Linked DNA regions of Mus musculus: regions 2 and 3 are each linked to region 1. The links are chromatin contacts, called in public promoter capture Hi-C maps. All regions are on one chromosome and are shown on one strand. Each heading gives the region's core, a stretch centred on a gene start, on an enhancer-like site or on the middle of the called end of the contact. The rest is flanking DNA. Distances are from core to core; before and after follow the strand shown.

The links. Promoter capture Hi-C pulls out the DNA fragments that hold promoters and counts their contacts.
Region 2: a promoter capture Hi-C map of the C10 cell line shows a contact between it and region 1, with 3 times the contacts expected there. The contact joins the enhancer-like site here to the promoter of Napb in region 1. A contact is called at or near these places in 6 of 39 promoter capture datasets (the C10 cell line, the HPC-7 cell line, hematopoietic stem and progenitor cells and 2 more), 1 of 15 datasets of contacts at CTCF or cohesin (large pre-B cells) and 2 of 115 datasets of contacts at active chromatin or transcription factors (bone marrow-derived macrophages and large pre-B cells).
Region 3: a contact with region 1 is called in a promoter capture Hi-C map of pre-B cells, with 2.5 times the contacts expected there. The contact joins the enhancer-like site here to the promoter of Napb in region 1. A contact is called at or near these places in 7 of 39 promoter capture datasets (the C10 cell line, the HPC-7 cell line, HPC-7-derived erythroid cells and 3 more), 1 of 115 datasets of contacts at active chromatin or transcription factors (bone marrow-derived macrophages) and 1 of 9 other capture datasets (liver).

What each region holds. Positions count from the first base shown.
Region 1 is chr2:148,730,844-148,733,795 of GRCm38.p6, reverse strand. It overlaps Napb (N-ethylmaleimide sensitive fusion protein attachment protein beta), which reads left to right and starts at 1,376. Exons shown (of 11, transcript NM_019632.3): 1 at 1,376-1,530. The coding sequence starts at 1,433.
Region 2 is chr2:148,374,516-148,377,586 of GRCm38.p6, reverse strand. Gm39957 (a long non-coding RNA gene) reads left to right here. Exons shown (of 3, transcript XR_866841.1): 3 at 432-1,257. Among named protein-coding and RNA genes, the nearest start is that of Gm39957, 16 kb to the left of the region's middle. Within about 2 kb of position 1,611, at least 37 of the 459 cell types and tissues checked have an H3K27ac peak or open chromatin away from gene starts, as enhancers often do. A contact at or near this core is called in pre-B cells, where this site is marked.
Region 3 is chr2:148,324,120-148,327,184 of GRCm38.p6, reverse strand. No RefSeq gene overlaps it. Among named protein-coding and RNA genes, the nearest start is that of Gm39957, 66 kb to the left of the region's middle. Within about 2 kb of position 1,629, at least 17 of the 459 cell types and tissues checked have an H3K27ac peak or open chromatin away from gene starts, as enhancers often do. A contact at or near this core is called in pre-B cells, where this site is marked.

The sequences.
Region 1 (2,952 bases), core at 127-2,626:
AGGGATCAATATTTCTTGACTATCCTGCAGAGTTGTTCCATTCAGCCAGGGTTGGGAATTGCTCTGATCAACACACTGCTGCTGCCCATGATGCTTAGGAGTTGACTCAATCCACCAAATTCCCCAACTGACTCCTTTTCAAATGCCAATGTTGGTTCACTTTTTGCAATTTTTCTCTCTTCAATCCAACATCCACTGCCACCTCCAATTTCCTACCTCCGTCTACCCTCCTGCTCCAAACTTGCAAATCAGTTCTCCAAAGTGAAAAAAAAAACAACAACAAAAAAACAAGCTCATAGTAGTTGTAAAAAAAACTATGCACCAAGAGCCGATATTCCCCTCTATCTTGAGAGCATCCTGCTATGGTTGGATCATGCCACACTGTGACATCAGTTTTGGTAGCTTGTTTCCAGGAGTTTAAACGCTCTTGCTATGTTCTCTGAAAACAGGCTTCATTTTCTTAGACAAATTCTGCTTGCCAGTTCCTACAGCGTATTCATGAAGAGTTTTAAATCATCAGAAACTCTCATTTGGCAGTAATTCTATTTGCTGCACCACCTAAGAAGTAGCACTGCCAAGCATAAATGGTCTAGACATTGTATTAAAAAACACCTCCCTCTGGGACAGGCCTAGAAGTCACTGGCACAGGATTGCATCTATCTATGGATATTTAGTAGATTAGAAGTCTTCCTGGCAGACAGGAATTTTGTCAAGATCCACCCACTATAGCCAGCATTATGTAAAGCATAAGAGAGTTCACTGGCTTATAGCCATTTAATAGAATTCAGTCAATAACAAGAGTAGATTGTGCCTACAGGAAAGATATGCAATCCATTTTTAAACAAGAGGACCAAATGGAAAGTTGTAGTTTGGGGACGCTTAAAATCAACTCTGAATTTATATTGGGGATGATGATGCATTTTTAATGTCTTGCTGTCAGAAATTAAAAATAGCTCTTTAGGCCAGCTGTTGCTGCTTTTCTGGCAGAGTTGGGAGGTGGGGCACCACATGGTTGACTAAATTGAGCTGAACTGCTGCATTAGATTAAATTTTGCAGTATTGCTTGTAGAGTGTCTCTCTGTCTCCCTCTCTCTGTCTGTCTCTGTCTCTATCTCTGTCTCTCTCTCTCTTTCTTTCTCTCTCTCAACCTTGAAGTCTACCTCCAAGGGTCCAAGGCCCAAGACCCCTCCAGAAGGCCACGCCCCTTCCCCCTCCTCCAGGGAGTCCGGGAGAACGCCCGGCCCTGCCCAGCAGCCTGCTGGGAACTGTAGTTGTGGTCTCTGACAAACTGGCATTAAGGTGGAATGTAGGACTACAGATCCCGAAAGGCCACGCGTGCCGCGCCTGCGTGTCCGCACCTGCTGGAGGGAGGGCTAAGTCGTCCCGGGAGCCTAGCTAGTCAGCAGAGGAGGCTTTGGCTGCAGCGGGTGACATGGACAACGCAGGGAAGGAGCGAGAAGCGGTCCAGCTTATGGCGGAGGCCGAGAAGCGAGTGAAGGCTTCCCACTCTTTCCTCCGAGGGTTGTTCGGGTGAGCGCCAGAGGTCTTGCCCTTAGGGGTCTTGGTGCCCGATCCCCTGCCCAGCCGGCTGCCACCGCAGAGTACCCCGCGCAACTGCTTAGGGTTACGGGATTCCCAGTGGCCCACGCTCTGTTTTGGGTCCCGTAGCATCCAGGGCCTCATCGCATCCCTTGGGCCGTGTCTGGGGTGTCTCTCCAGTCAGCACACACTGCAAGCCCCAGAACCTTTTGGGGATCCTCAGGCCTTGGACACCCCTCACCCACACCCGGAGAACCTCTAGCTCACAATCCCCAGGCACCCTTAAACAACCCAGAACACCTACGCGTCCTCGGAGATCTCTGTGGTCCCCCAAGTCCCATGCGTCGCCAACGGTCCGGTGCTAGCTCCAGGGTCCGCGCCAAGCTGCCTCTTCAAGGATGCCACCCCTCCTGGTGGACCAGATTTATTCATTTCCCCTGGTTGGGCCCGTAAATCCCCCGGGGGAGCCAGGACTGTGAGGTTCTGGAATTCAACCTGGAGTTTGGCAGCAGCTGGTGGCTCGTGGGGAGCGCGAAGTCTGCGCCCCTGTATCCCGGGCACTTGCCCGCTGGCCTTGGCTCAAGGGCCTTGAAATCATATCCTCCTTGGTGTGTTTTTCATTTGCCAGAGTGACTTGTATCCGTAGTTCAGGCTTCCCGTTTGATGAACTGTATGTAACATTGCTCCTTTTTAAAGTCAGAGTATCCTTTGGGAATCCCGTGATTTTGTTAATTCTTACATATCTTGGTAGGGAAGGGTTTGGTTTACATTCTGAGCTTTCAAAAAGCAAAACCTGCCCTGAGAGCTTGTGGAAGAATTCTGGGCTGTTGATTATGCGAATGATTCAGCTGTTTATGACAGCGGTAGAAATTACGTGTGCCTCTTCTTTTTTTTCTCCCATTTGAAAGTGAAAGATCTGTACCAAGAACAGATTTTAATTATCGAGAGGGACTAGAGGTACATACTAAACTGCTGCATTGTGAGACGCAGTTTCTGTAAAAATTCAGTATAGACACTTAAGTGCTGAAAATGTACCCAGTGAACTTTGACTTTTATTTTTACTTCATTCATCTGACTACTAATTACATTAATTATTATATAATAGTTTAATTGAGCCCCATTATGTTTGCATCTCCAGGAAATGCTTAGAGTCACATTGATACAGTTTATGGTACCATGGTCTGCCAAGATAGAGAAGGAGACCATGCTTGGAGACCCCTAAGGGCATTTGTCTCTGCTAGTTCTTAAATTTCTCATGTAATATGAAGCTTGGAAGTGTAGGTGTAAGTTATAGATACTGCTTCCTCTTTCAAAGGGACAAGGAGCATTGCAAGTGCCAAAGACTAATTCTTGTCTGAGTCACAAAACACACACTGGATTGCATTCAGTCTGTGTGAAATTTAATGGCAGAGT
Region 2 (3,071 bases), core at 362-2,861, 360 kb after region 1:
CACTATGATACAAACCTTAAAACCGTGGGTTGTCCGGTCATTCAGCACTGCCATGAATTCTTTGCTTTCCAGTTAAATTGAAGAGTAGGAGCCTCAGCAACATGGTCCAAGAGGTCTTTGGTCCTCTCTGAGCACCAGCCTTTTGTTTGCAGCTCTCTGATGCACAGAACAGGCTTACAATGGCTGTCTCAAGACCACACTAGGGTAATGATTCCAGCTGAGAATTGTGCCCCAGCCTAAAAAAATGTATGGAACTGGCCTAGGTATGATTTTAGGATGAAACATTTACCAGCTATTGCTTTAACCTTGCATCCATAACTTGTCCTTTCGGAGTTATGCTTCATCTTCGGGAAAATGTGGGGAGATAGGGAAGGCCTGGCCTGTGCCATCAGAAGGATAAAACTCCATGTCATGATTTGCTTTCTCCCTAGGTTGAAAAACCAGATGCCAAAGTTCAGAGTGACTGAAAGGTACAATCTGAGAAGACATTTTGGAAAACGGGGTCCTGGTTCTGTGTGTAAGCCTTGCTACCTCTCTGCCAGATCTCGGAGCTGCACACAGTTGTGAGGGTGGCAAGCATCCCCAGATCACTATCATTTTAAAACAAAGAACATTAGCACTCTTCAAAGACTGTGATTGACTTCTCCCCTGCTCTGGACACAGTAGCAAATTCTCAATACACAGAGAACAAGGAAAATGACATCTGAGAGCACAATGCCAGTTCCTGCACTGGAATTACAGTTGTGGATGCTGAAGTCTTACTGAGACTATACTCCACATTGTAAAGGAAAATATGCTCATAGTTTAAAATGCAGAATTTCTAGTGGAGAAATAAAAAATATATATATAAGAGATAGAATTTTTAGCAATAATACAATGTCTGGAACAAAGTACTTAGTATAATGGGAGGCACTCAGAAAATCAGGCAGATAGTAAAGCAATATAGGATAAAACAGACATTCAATTTTATCTAGACTGAACTCTAGCAGCTGAGCACACACAAATAAAAGCCATTCGGATGTCTGTGGTTATGAAGGTTTTTTGTTTGTTTGTTTGTTTGTTTTGGTGAGGCTGAATTCTCCTCACATTACTTTTGGAAGAACACTTAGCAGTTGACCATATCTTTCTTTGGGTAAAGCCAGTAGCTTGATGGGGTATGGGGATAGTGGAGATAAAAGGCTGTCCATTAACTCAATGTACTGAGAGAGAGAGAGAGAGAGAGAGAGAGAGAGAGAGAGAGAGAGAGAGACAGAGACAGAGACAGAGAGACAGAGACAGAGACAGAGAGACAGACAGAGACATAGAGACATAGAGAGAGAGAGAGAGAGAGAGAAAGAGAGAGAGAAAGAGAGAGAAAGAGAGAGAGAGAGAGAGAGAGAGAGAGAGAGAGAGAGAGAGAGAGAGAGAGAGAGAGAGAGAGAGAAAGAAATGTGAACTGAAATCCCGGCACACTTACAGATTTTATTTTTCAGCACCAGATTTCAGACCCCAACCAAGGTATCAGATCCTGAATGCTAGGCACATGCTCTGCTGCTGAGTAAAGTCCCCAGCTCCCATGGCAGCGATTTAACCGAAGAGGTGTTCCAGCGAGGAACATGGCCTGTGAAGTATCACTTCCTCTTCTGCCGGTGAGACTGAAACAGGAGACTTGGCTGGATAGTTCATCCAATTGGACTGGTTGCCCCCTGGCTTTTGTGATGTCCGTTCAGGGTCTCATAGTGCCTCTGTTGTACCAGTGTGGTCGGTGGCTTGGGCGGTTTCTCTTTCAGAAGCTATTTTTAGCAGGTTTGGAGTTGTTTTGGTGGCTACATGTGTGAGGCCTGGATAGAGAGCCCAAGGGCAACATCTAGGGTTCATTATAGGATGAACTGTCAGATAAACTGCTGAGGACAGGCTCCAGTCTGGGTAACAGAGCCTCACATTTAGACTGACTTTGGGTTCTGAAGCAACCAAGCACAGGCATCTCAGTAGACACTGTCTGTCTTTGCTCTTCCCAGATTTGGCAACACTGTTGTCTTCATGGAGCCCCTACCTCAACAGCTCTGGCCATGATAACGTGCTGCCCCCTGGTGGTCTGTGGGCAAGGACCCATGAAGGGTACCTTCTCAAAGTTGTCTGTTGCTGGTGAAAGAACTTGCCTTAACTCCAGATAACTTAAAACTGAAGACTGAAAACAAGATATTTGTTATTTGTCTCTCTATTGGGCCAAGAATCTGTGGGGCCTCTCAAGGCTCTGTTACCTGGACCCGCACAACCTTGTTCACTGCGTTGTCTTTTGGAACCTTTGATCACTGTATCCTAAGCTCCCCAAACAATTGAGTGATATCCTAGCCAAGCTAAGCCAGCCCTCTCCCACCACAGGACCTTTGCATATATTACACCACATACTTCATTTTCTTAAGCTTACACCTACACGCTACTTCCAACTGCCATTTCCTGTTGCTGTACAAGCAACCACTTAATCGAAAAGCTTTGTCACCTCTCAGCTGAGGCTAGACCTACCTTCTGCTCCTTGAGTTAAGATGACTCAACACGGCATGTTTGCGTACTTACAGACCTTGACTCTTACAGCAGGAAGCTTGGTGGTCATTGTTCTGTCCACCAGTGTGAGCATAAAGTAGTCAATCATCAAATGAGTGTTAGAGAGGAGAACAGCTCCAAGCTTTTAATGTGACCGTGGGTGTCTTAGTTTCTCAGGTTCTCTAAGAGACCTGCTAGAAAGAAGTTTGTGGTGCAGAGGTGTAATGAGGGCAATGTGAATGGCAGCCAACTGAGTCATTTTACAGTTTTGAGCAAGATATTATACGTTTAATAAATTCAGATTTTCTTACTGGGCTTCGGAGTATGGACCTGAAATCCCAGCTACTGGTTGGGGTAGAAGGATCATAAGTTTGGATTGATTGTGATACCAAGTTCAAGACCAACCTGGACAGAATGAGAATTTCTTGTCCCTAAGTAAAAAAGTAATTTAAACAAAAAGACGGAGGATATAGGTCAATGGTAAAGAAGCTTCCTAACAGGTTCCAGAGTTAATCCCTACGTTCAAATAAATCCAGATTTTCCTTCTGAAC
Region 3 (3,065 bases), core at 380-2,879, 410 kb after region 1:
TAGCAGACTCTGAGTTTCTGCTCTTGTGGAATATCCCTGTGTATGTCCCTGAGGAGCCTCTGAGGGGCATTTTCAAGCCTTCTTTCTTGTGGTGTGTGGGGGGGGGGGAGGGTATGCGCACGCGTGCACGCGCATACCCGCACAAACATGTGGGTGTTGTTTTTAAATATACCAATTACTGTTAGATGCTCACTTGATTGCACTACTCAAAAAAATTCTTTTCCAGATTCAAGTCAGGCTGACAGGCTTACTACTTACATCTGGGTTTCTGCTGCAAGACCAAGTTCACTCAGGGCACCAGTCCTCTTCCTGAGGTCAGCTCTGTGCCATCCCGTTCTCCCTGAACTGACACAAAAAAACCCTGTCTTTTTCCTGATCCCAGTTAAAGTCTCTTTTATTTATTGAATTTCCTGTGGGTTAAGGGAAAACAACAGTCCTTGCAGTGGTGGGAATCGATTCACTGAAGATGTTTATAGCATTTCCAGCAGAGTCCCACTCTGGGGGGAAAGCAGTTTTCTCCCCTCAATCAAGTACAGATGTTCACACTGTGTGTGGTGGTGGCCTTTTCATGTGGTGATGATTTTCCTTCCTGCCTGGGTTATGAGCTCCTTAAAAATGAGGCGTCTCATATCCTTCAGTGGCCTCATCTATTCCCCACACTACCCCTAGGCAAATATTTATTGATTGGCCAGCAATTACACAGTTAAGTTCTGACATGAATCTGTATTTATTAAACAAGAGAGTTGAATAATGGCCTTGGGGTCACTGCAAGATTTATTGATCAGATATTTAATTTGCCTCATCACCCAACTCCATTGACCAAAAATATAGTGGGAAGAAGACAGAACTGTAGCTGCCCCCTGCCCTGAGTAAGAATAAGCTTTTGGCTGATGGCACTCCTTAATCATGGTTTTTAAAACTGAGATGTGGGTAGATTTCACAAAGTCCTTGTGGAATGGACTAAGAGAAGGCTGGGGTCAGCCATAGGCTATGTGGGGTTGTGGCTTCTTTCATTGATTGGGTCAGGGGGTAACCTTGGATGCAAGCAGCAGCACAGAAAAGACAGTCAGCAGCACACATTATTTCCTTGGCACATAGCTGCAGGGGAATTCTGCACCAGATGTCAGCGTGACTCCATTTGATCTAAATCTACCATGTAAATGTCACCGCCTGTCACTTGAGTTGCTGCTTCTCTATCCGGGAAGTGGGGACACAAGCTCTCTGCATTCGCATCCAGAGAGATACACAAGAGGAAACAGATGTAGAAAATAAGACAGTGTGGTATTGATGAGTACATTCTGGTTTTCCCAAGGGCAAGAAACTCATGTCTTTCCATCTCTATGTGCAAACCAAGACTTGTATCATTTTCTAATTATCTTTTAAATAAAATATAAAGTGGAGATTTGGCTTTGTAGTGGAACACTTAAAAGCAAGGTCCTGGGTGTGATTACCAGCATTGAGGGAGGAAAGTGACATTTTAAGAGAGAGAGAAAATGAATGTGATGCAAAGAGCTGACCTCAGGAGGATTGGTACCCTGAGTGAAGTTTCTCAGTAGAAACCCAGATGCTATGTAAGCCCTGACAGCCCAACTTGAATCTGGCGAAAAAAAGTTTTGGGTTGTGCAATCAAGATTTCTGGTTTCTAACCAGGATGTGACTAACACTAATATTCAGGGGAGAGGAGCACAAGTGTGTCCTATTATCCGTCTTGTGCAGGCAGTATAACTGAGGTAGGGATGTGAACTGAGAACACCGAGTACCTCAGAAGAGAGATGGCACACATCTGCAGAAATGCATAAGATATATTTCTCCTGATCTCACTCTTTATATGTTGTGAAAAGATTGGCAATTCACTAGCTCAGAGCCTATTTTAAAAGGTGCTCCCACTGATAACTACTCAGTCCAGTATTTCTCAACCTCCCTAAAGCTGTGACCCTTTAATGCAGTTCCTTGTGTTATATTGTTGCTACTTCATAACTGTAAATTTGCTACTGGTGTGAATAGTAATGCAAACATTTGATATGCAAGATGTCCTTGGTAACTCCTGTGGGGGTCGGGAATGGTTGAGAACAATTGACCTAGTGCCTATACACTCCTATTTTCACAATAGATTGTGTGCTTTAAAAACTGTAAGCCTGGATATTCAAGAGATCCATGAAAAAAATGTGCTTAACTTACCTGCATAAAAACAATACAGGTATGCTGTTGCCTGTCTGTAATTCCTGGACTTGGAAGGCTGAAGCAGAGAATTCTAAGTCTGAGGATAGCCTAGATACGTAAGTAACCTTTCCAACCTTACCCCTAAAAAACCATACAAAAGACCCCCAAGCAAAAAAGGAGTTTGAGTATTTGAGTTATAAAAGATCGCAAAGATGAATAAGATGTACAGCTGAGGTGGTTGTGGGAAAGTGGGTTCCCTCAGGGTTGTAGATAAAGTCAGTGACCTCTGTAACATGTGAAATGTGTTCATCCTTCTCCATCTGCACAAGTCATGGTTCTTTAGAGGATCGCACCCAGTAGAATACAGAGGTGAAAGAGGAGATAGGAGCTGGGGTCATAGAACCTATTGTGGCTGCCTGTAAGCTGAGGGGCAAGAGGAATAGGAAGCAGCTCAGGACCAAAGATAAATTCTCAGTCTGATACTGAAGGCCTGAAAGCCACCTGGAGAGCCACTTATGCAGGTTCATGTTCAAAGGCTGAAGAATCTGCAGTGTAGCATCCTCAGTAGTAAGACATGAATATGCGCAAGGCAGTGCATCCGGTGGACACACAGTTTTCTCATTTTTCCTCTTTTGCATTCCATCATGGCTCCTAGACTATCGAATGATGTCATATGTGTTCAGGATGAAACTTCTCCACTCAGTCTGATAACTTACATGCCAGTCATCTCTAGAGACACCCACAAGACACTCTCCCGAGTGTGCTTTACTAATTCTCTAACCATCCATACAGCTATCAACCAAAACCAACCACCACACAGTCCAGACCCTTCATCTCAGGAGTGGATTAGGAAGGCGTTGAGCTTTTCAGGCAAGCTGCTGCTCCTCTCAGCAAGAGGTAAAGCA